Linked DNA regions of Mus musculus: region 1 is linked to region 2. Evidence: chromatin contacts called from public Micro-C data. All regions are on one chromosome and are shown on one strand. The core of a region is the stretch at or near the end of the contact, and the rest is flanking DNA. Distances in the headings are between cores, read along the strand shown.

What was found. A called contact is a pair of places that touch in the nucleus more often than the background predicts.
Region 1: a Micro-C map of the HL-1 cell line shows a contact between it and region 2, with 12 times the contacts expected there. The contact joins the promoter of Ubtf here to the promoter of Cavin1 in region 2.

What each region holds. Positions count from the first base shown.
Region 1 is chr11:102,317,563-102,321,141 of GRCm38.p6, forward strand. Ubtf (upstream binding transcription factor, RNA polymerase I) reads right to left here and starts at 1,534. Exons shown (of 21, transcript NM_011551.7): 1 at 1,286-1,534.
Region 2 is chr11:100,968,701-100,972,438 of GRCm38.p6, forward strand. Cavin1 (caveolae associated 1) reads right to left here and starts at 1,917. Exons shown (of 2, transcript NM_008986.2): 1 at 1,290-1,917. The coding sequence starts at 1,766.

The DNA.
Region 1 (3,579 bases), core at 284-2,783, 1.3 Mb after region 2:
CCTCCGCCGCCTCGGTTACCCGGCGCAGCGCGGCCTCTGAGCTCCCCGCTCCGGCGGCTCCCTTCTCGGCTCTGAGCGCGGCGCCCTCCCCCGCTCGGCCGGGCACAGCCGCAACTCCCTCCCGCGGCGGCAGCGGCTCCTCCTCCGGGCGCGGCGGCGGCGCTGGGGCGGCGGCTGCTGCTGCTGCTGTGGCGGCGGCGGCTGTGGCTGCTGCCTGCTGCTCCTCGCGGCGAAAAGCACAAAGCACAGCGCCCTCCGCCTGCAGGCAGCCCGCCCGCCCGCCCGCCGGCCCCGGCCTCAGCTCGCACACCCCCCGCCGCCGCAGCAGCCTCCGCCGCCGGAGCGGGGAGGAGGGAGAAGGGAGGAGGAGGAGCGGGAGGGGGGGCGGGAGAAGCGGGGCAGCGAGCGCGTCCTTCCCCGTAGAGCGCACACCGACCCCCGGGGAGCGAGCGCCAGCCCGCCCGCCTCGCCGGCTCCGCTCCCTCCCACAGCCTGCCCGGGCGGGCTCCGCGGGGGGCAGCTGGGAGGAGGGGCGGGCGCTGGGGGGACCCGGGCGGCCGAGGCGGAGGCAAGGAAGGAGGGGAGGGGGGTGGTGGTAGTGGCGGCGGCGGCTGCTGCTGTTGCTGCCGCCGGGGAAGGGGGGGGCCGGGACAGGGAAGACACGCAGCCGCCCGGATGGCGGCGGGGCTGCGAGCCGAGGCGGGCGAGCAAGCGGGCGGCTAAAGCGACCTCGCCAGCCCCGCGGGGGAACTAGCAGGCTTGGCCGGCGCGGGAGGAAGGGAGGGCCGAGGTGCGGCGGTGGAGAGGGTGGCCGGCGAGCCTCGCGGGTGCCGGCAACCCTGCTCTGGAGCTCTCTTCCAGGCTCTCCCAGCTTAAGCTCGGTTTCCCGGCCTAGTCCTCATCTGCTCCTCTCTCCCGCCTCCGGGAGCGGGCTAGCGACCACCCTGGTCCCCGGAGCGTGGCTACCGGCTTGGGACTCACGCTCCCGGATCGCGGTGCGAGGTTTCGGCGCCTACCTCTCGGTTCCCTTATGCTCCGCAGAACACCCGTGAAACTTAAAATATATATTCTTAGTCCCCTAAACAACAAAAACCTCTCCCGTCCCTCCTCACACCCGGGAATCGGCCAGGAGCTGCCGACCCCAGCGGAAGAGTCACTCTGGGAGCCGGTTCAATCCAGCCCGGCATGGCTATCCAGGCCTTCCCGGGCGCGTGGAGGACGGAGATTGGCGCCGCCAGAGAGCAACCCCTTTCCCCCGAAATCCGCGGCACCGAGGCTTACTTACCGAGCAAGTGGGTGCTAGTGAGGGCCGGGGGCGCCAGGCAGCACGGCAAGCGGAAGAGCCGAGCCGCAGCTCCGCAGCTGCCGGCGCCCGGGCAGCGAGTCTCCAGACAAAGCCCGAGATGGCGAAGCGGAGCGACGGCTAATGGCGAGCCCCACGCGCCGCGCTCCGCCCGCCCCGCTCCGCCCGCCCGCCCGCCCGCCTCGGCGCAGCGCAGCGCAGCGCCGCTCCGAGCGCTCGCCCGTCAGAGCCGCCTTGGCGCCGCCGCCTCCCGGGCCGCCCCGGCCTCGCCTGGCCCCTCCGCCTCCTCCGGGCGGCTCAGCCTCACCCCTTCCCTCCCACCGCTCGGGGGCTGCACGAAATTTTAAAAAAAGGAATAGTAAAAAAAAAAAAAAAAAATGTTTTTTGCTTTTTTTTTTTTTTCCAAGGCAGATGTTTTTCGACATTTAGCTCTTTTTTGGCTCCCAGCTCCCACTCACCTGCGGGGCCTCCGGCAGGGCTGGGGGCGGGGGTGCGCGGGGCTGGAGCCGCCGAGCGCGGGTTGAAAGCTAGCCAAGCTCTGCAGCGCCCGACCCGGGCGTGTACGCCGCCGCCAGTCCCCGCAGAGAAATCGTCCTCCTACCCCCGCCTCCATCGCTCTGCGTTTCTCTTCCAATCAGCCGGTCGCTTGGCGGCTCCTCCAGTCTCCGGCCAAGCCAGCTGCCTAGAGCGAGCTCCACTCCATCTGCTTGCCCGACTCCTCGCTCTCCTGTCGGGGCGGGCAAGGCAGCTTGAGGCCGGAGGGGGATCTGTGAGGGATCCTGCCTGCTCCCTCTCCCATTGCTCCATCCTTGCTGTCTCCTGCCTCCTCCTCTCCTGCGTTTTTCCAACTCTCCCCTGTCGCCACTGGTGTGTGTCTGTGTGCGCAGGTTTTCTCTCTCTCTCTTTTTTTTTTTTTTTTTATTGCTTTGCTTTTGCAACCCTGAAGCTAAAGCGGGATGGGGGCGAAGGGGAATGTTACAAAAAAGAAAAAGGGAAAAAAAAAAGCCTCCTAGGTTTGCAACGTATGAAAATACCCGGGAAGTACCCCGCCTCGTTTGGGTCTCGGTGCCCGGCGAGGGCCTTCCGGATTTCAGAGCCAGTCTTGGGTTGTTCTCGATGTCCCCCATCTTCACCGGCCGTATGATCCGAGGAGTTAAGAACAAAAAGTTCACCCCTGTGTCGTAGTAGGGTGTCAGTGGGAGTTGGGGAGGTTTTTCAAGAAGCAGCGGAACGGCCATCCCTTTACCCTGGGCTTCAGTAACTAGGCCGCGACCGGGGTAGGGGTTTAGAGCAAAATCCCAGCGCGTTTGTGCGAAAGAGCTGGAAGGGGGAAGTCGGAACCGGGAACGGAGCTTCGTGCGTCTCCCCCTCGGTCTCTGCTTCCAGTTGCCTGCAAGCTCCCCCTTTAATTTTTTTTTTTTCTCCTCCTTTCCTTTAATCTAATTTCTTCCAACTCCACCTTTGTTGTTACCGGCGTCACGCCTGGATCAGCCAATCCCCTTCTCGCAATCAGCTTGTCAAAAAGGCTTGGCCAGCCCTGAGAAAGCAGGCCGCGGGCGCTGTCCCCCCACCCCGGCGACGACGGGGAGCCCACAAGAGAGCTCCGCACCCCGGTTTAAGGCAGGATTTGAGCAGCCCGGCAACCACAGATCTAACCTCCCGTATTCCACCATCCAGCAAGTCTGGGGAGAAAAGGCCTGGGCGTGTGCCGCTTTTTAACCTCCCACTGCCATCGGTTCTAGTGGTCTTTACCTCCCCTGCTAGTGGGCTGAAGGGATATCAGGATTAGTTGTAGGGAGGCAGAAGGCAATGTGAAGGACGCTGGTTTCCACCAGGTCGGCCCACGCTTGGTTTGTGTCATCACTCCCCGGGACACGCCATGGCTCCTGGCTCCTCGGGCTGCCACAATAACACTGCTGTTGCTCACATCTCAGCCAGCTGGGTCGCACAGTCTCTTTGGACCATTTCTTGGCACACTGCCTTCTCCATCCACAGTTTCGTTGCTGGTGTAATTCCTCTTGTCTCCTGGGGAAAATGAGATTTCTTTCCCAGGATTTCCACATCCCACTCTGCCACGTTGCAGGAACAGATCTGCTGTGCTCAGCTTAGAAGCACCGCGTGTAGGAGAGGCAGATTGGCCGTGATAAAGAAGGGTAGCCTTCAAGGCCTCTTCCTTGGATGACCTACTGAAGAGTCTGTTCTTAAATTATTTTGTTTGTTTCGTTTGGATTTTTGAGACAGGGTTTTTCTGTGTAGCCTTGGCTCTCCTAGAGCTA
Region 2 (3,738 bases), core at 667-3,166:
TCTGCTCCATTCTTCCCCAGACACTGTCCCATCTGCATCGCTCATGGTTACTCTTAGGGAAACTAAGCGAAGGTCCTCATCTCACATCACATGGTTACTCTGGGGCATCTTAATCAAGAAAGTCTCTGAGCTTGGTGATCACAGCCCCTTTACAAAGATCTTTGAAGGTAGAGCACGTTTCCATTCCCTTCAGGAGCATAAACTAACCCTACAACCATCACTCCTATTAGGAGTAGAAGCATCAACTAGGCCCAAGCAGGAGGACGCAGAGCTCAGCACATTCCCTCCCAGGGAAAGAGCACTAAGTCCACACTCAGCTCAGCCTTACTCTCAAGGGGGTCAGGGATGGGGAGCGCAGGGACAAATCTGCACTGCACTGACTCTCAGATGCTTTAGGGGTTAAGATATCACAGTTATATCCAGGCTGGAGGAACCCAGAAAGGTGCAAAGAATGCAACGGGTGGAGCCCGTGGAGTGCGGCAGCCTCCACCCACCAGCACCTTCACAGCTCGGGACATGGCCCCCGCAATCATGCGGGGGTGGGGTGATTCACTGCGCCCAGACCGCCACCTCCACCCGCCCCACTTACACTCCTAACGCCCACCCTACCTGCCCCACCCGCTCCCAGCAGGCGCCAAGGGCGCCCGCGCACTGCAAGACCCTTGGGAACTGAAAGTGCCTGGAGGCCAGGGGCAGATCGCGGCCTAGGGACATGCGTGGGTAGCCGAGGTTGGTGCGGGGGCGCGGGGATAGGGTGTGGGGGGCTGACGATCGTGTCCCTTGCATGGCGCCCCCGCCACTGCGTGCCTGAGCCCTGAATCACCCGCTATATCGGGCCCGCAGCGCCGGAGGCCCCAGGTCCCGGGCCCCACCTTTAGTGTCTGCTTACAGAGGGGCATACAGAGACCACCAGAGACCTCGGGCATTCCCTCCCTTTTCCCTCTCTCCGCCCCACCAAAAAAAAAACTTCCTCCAAGTGGAAAGGCGTTTGACAGAGACAAGCTGGGAGCATTCAGCGTTCCCAAGTCTAGCCCGCTAACTTTTCCGATAGGAGTTAGAGACCGTGGGGAGGAGCCTGGAGAGGAAGGCGCAGGGTGCGCCCCTCTGTGAGCCCCAAGAGTTTGCCACTCCCTAAACCCCACTCCAACTGGGTTCACAGGAAGGGGGGAGGAGCTCCTGACCGCTCTCACCAGGCCGGGCTGGCGGAGAGACGAGCCTCGGCCGGGTGTCCCCACCCGGATCCCAGGCCGGGACCCCAGCTCTGGGCGCGGTCCGCCCCGCGGGCTCACCTGGTAGATCATGACTTTGAAGTTGCGGCGCCTCAGCAGCTCCGCCTCGTTGACCTCCAGTTTCTTTATCTGGCCGGCCTGGCGCTCCAGGCTGCCGCGCACGGTCTTCACGTTGACGCTGACCTTGCGCACCTTCTCCAGCAACTTGCTCACGGTGTTGCTCGTGGTGGCGTGCGCCTTGCCCAGCTTGCTCAGCTCTCCCTGGATGCTCTGCACAGCGCCCTCCATCTCCGCCTGTCGCTCCTCCAGCTGGGCTTGGGTCAGCTGGATCTGGTCAACGGCGCCGATGATTTTATCCAGAAGGCTCAGCACCAGCACACCGTTCACCTGGTCCGACTTGATCAGCTCGTCGGAGCCGGTCCCCGACGGCTCCTCCGTGGCCCGCGCCTCCCCTTGGGTGGGCTCCGGGCCCTCTGAGGAAGCATCGGGAAATCCGGAATACGGCCGCTCAACGATATGGAGCGTGACATCCTCCATGGCTTCCCGGAGCCGTGCGGGGCCGACCGGGTGGAACTGGAGCGGGAGACCGGGAGAGAAGGAGGAGCGAGAGACTGGACAGCGAGCAGGAGCCCAGAGCGGAGGAAACTCGAGCCACGTCCGTGCGCACCGGGACTCTAGCCAGAACTGTGGGGCGGGGAATCTGCGAGTTGCCCGGCTCCTAGACCAAACCCGGAGTCCCGTCGGCCATTGGCTGGCCCCACCCCAGAAAGGGAGGAACCGGGGCAGGAGGGGAGACCAACCCCGGAGGGGCAGCAGAGGGGAACCCAAGAGCTGGGCGCCCCACCCTGTTCAGGATGGTTGGAATAGTTGGAGCGGGAGTCTAGGGCCCCCCTTGGCAGTGGAGGCTGCGGCAGCGGGACTGGGGCAGAGGAATGTGAGCTGCGGAAAGGAATTAGGTCTTCGGAGTGTGCTCTACTCTTTCTCTTTCCTCACCCACAAACCCACTCCAGCCTTTTAAGATCAAGCTGAGGTCCAAATGGCGCGTGAATTGGGTGTAAACGAGTAGTTTGTGTCTATGCCTCATGTCCTTGGAGGATCCTTGCCCTATACAATCTTTTTCAAAGATTTGGGGGTCTGCCCCCATCGTCTATCTATACACTGAGTTACCACTGTCCCCCAAATCTTGTGGGGTTGTTAGTGAGAGAGAGGGAAGAGATGAAATGACAGAAAGGGTGACGGCCTAGAAAGGGCCTCTAGGTTTCTCTTAGAATTGTAAGGACAGGGCATGATTAAGGCGAGAAGTAAATTATAAAGTAAAAGCTTTTGGTCACTTCTCCCAGGGCCCCCTCCAGCAGATATCTAGCTAATTCTAAGAATGTGAGCGTCGGACTCGTTCTTCCCTTGGGTTCTCGGATATTAGGTGAGCATTCAGGGAGATCACGGAACCCCATCTCTTTACCTAGCAGAGAAAAGAAGGCCAAGAGGAGGCAGGTGGCTCTCCAGGGTTCACTCCAGGTTACTGTTGCCATCTGTTCTTAGCTCCAGGTCTCTGAACTCCACCGGTACTCAGTACCTTTCCCTGGGGCAGGAATTGGGGCAACTATAGCGGTACTACCGAATGGGGAAGCGAACAGTTTTCTTCATGGTGCTGAACACCAAGGAGCTGGCAGTTCTGAGCAGGCGCAGAAAAGTCCTTAGCACAGACGTCTAGAGACACAGGCTGCCCTGTGTCTCTAGACACAGGCCCTCAGCAATCCCTGGAGCCACCCCAATTCCCTTTCCCACAGAGATACTGAAAACCTTTTCCCTGATTAGGAAACCAGGCTTGGGGTTCCCCGCCTGGATGGGTTCTCGGCAAAAGGTCACTTCTAGTCTGGTGCCCACCCTCCTTAAGTTAAACGCTGCTCTGTGGAGACTCGAGGGTCGTCGATCTAATCAATCAATTCACCAACGTGTGGAGCAGATTGCCATATAGGGTATAGAACTTTAGGGACCTCTGAATAAAACAGCAATCCCCCAACACACCAATTGGTTTTCTCACTTGAGGTTAAAGAAGAGAGACCCTCAGGCGAGAGTGGCGACGCACGCCTTTAGTCCCAGCCATTGGGAAGCAGAGGCAGGCAGATCTCTGAGTTCGAGGCCAGCCTAGTCTACATAGTGAGATTCAGGATAGCCAGGACTACACAGAGAAACCCTGTCTTGAAAGACAAAACAAAAAAAAAGAGTGAACTTCTGCATACAATTGAATATTTGCCAGGTGTGATGGGATACCTTTGATCAAAGCACTTGGAAGGCAGACAGGCAGATGTCTATGAGTTCGACAGCATCTTGGTCTACATAGCTAGTTCTGGGCCAGCCAGAGCTATACACTGATACCCTGTCTCAAAAACAAAACAAATGGGGAAACAAACAAACAAAATAAACTACATGTTTTATAACCATCACAATGGGCAGATTACCAACTTTTTAAAAGAAAGAAAGAAAGAGAGAGAGAGAGAGAGAGAGAGAG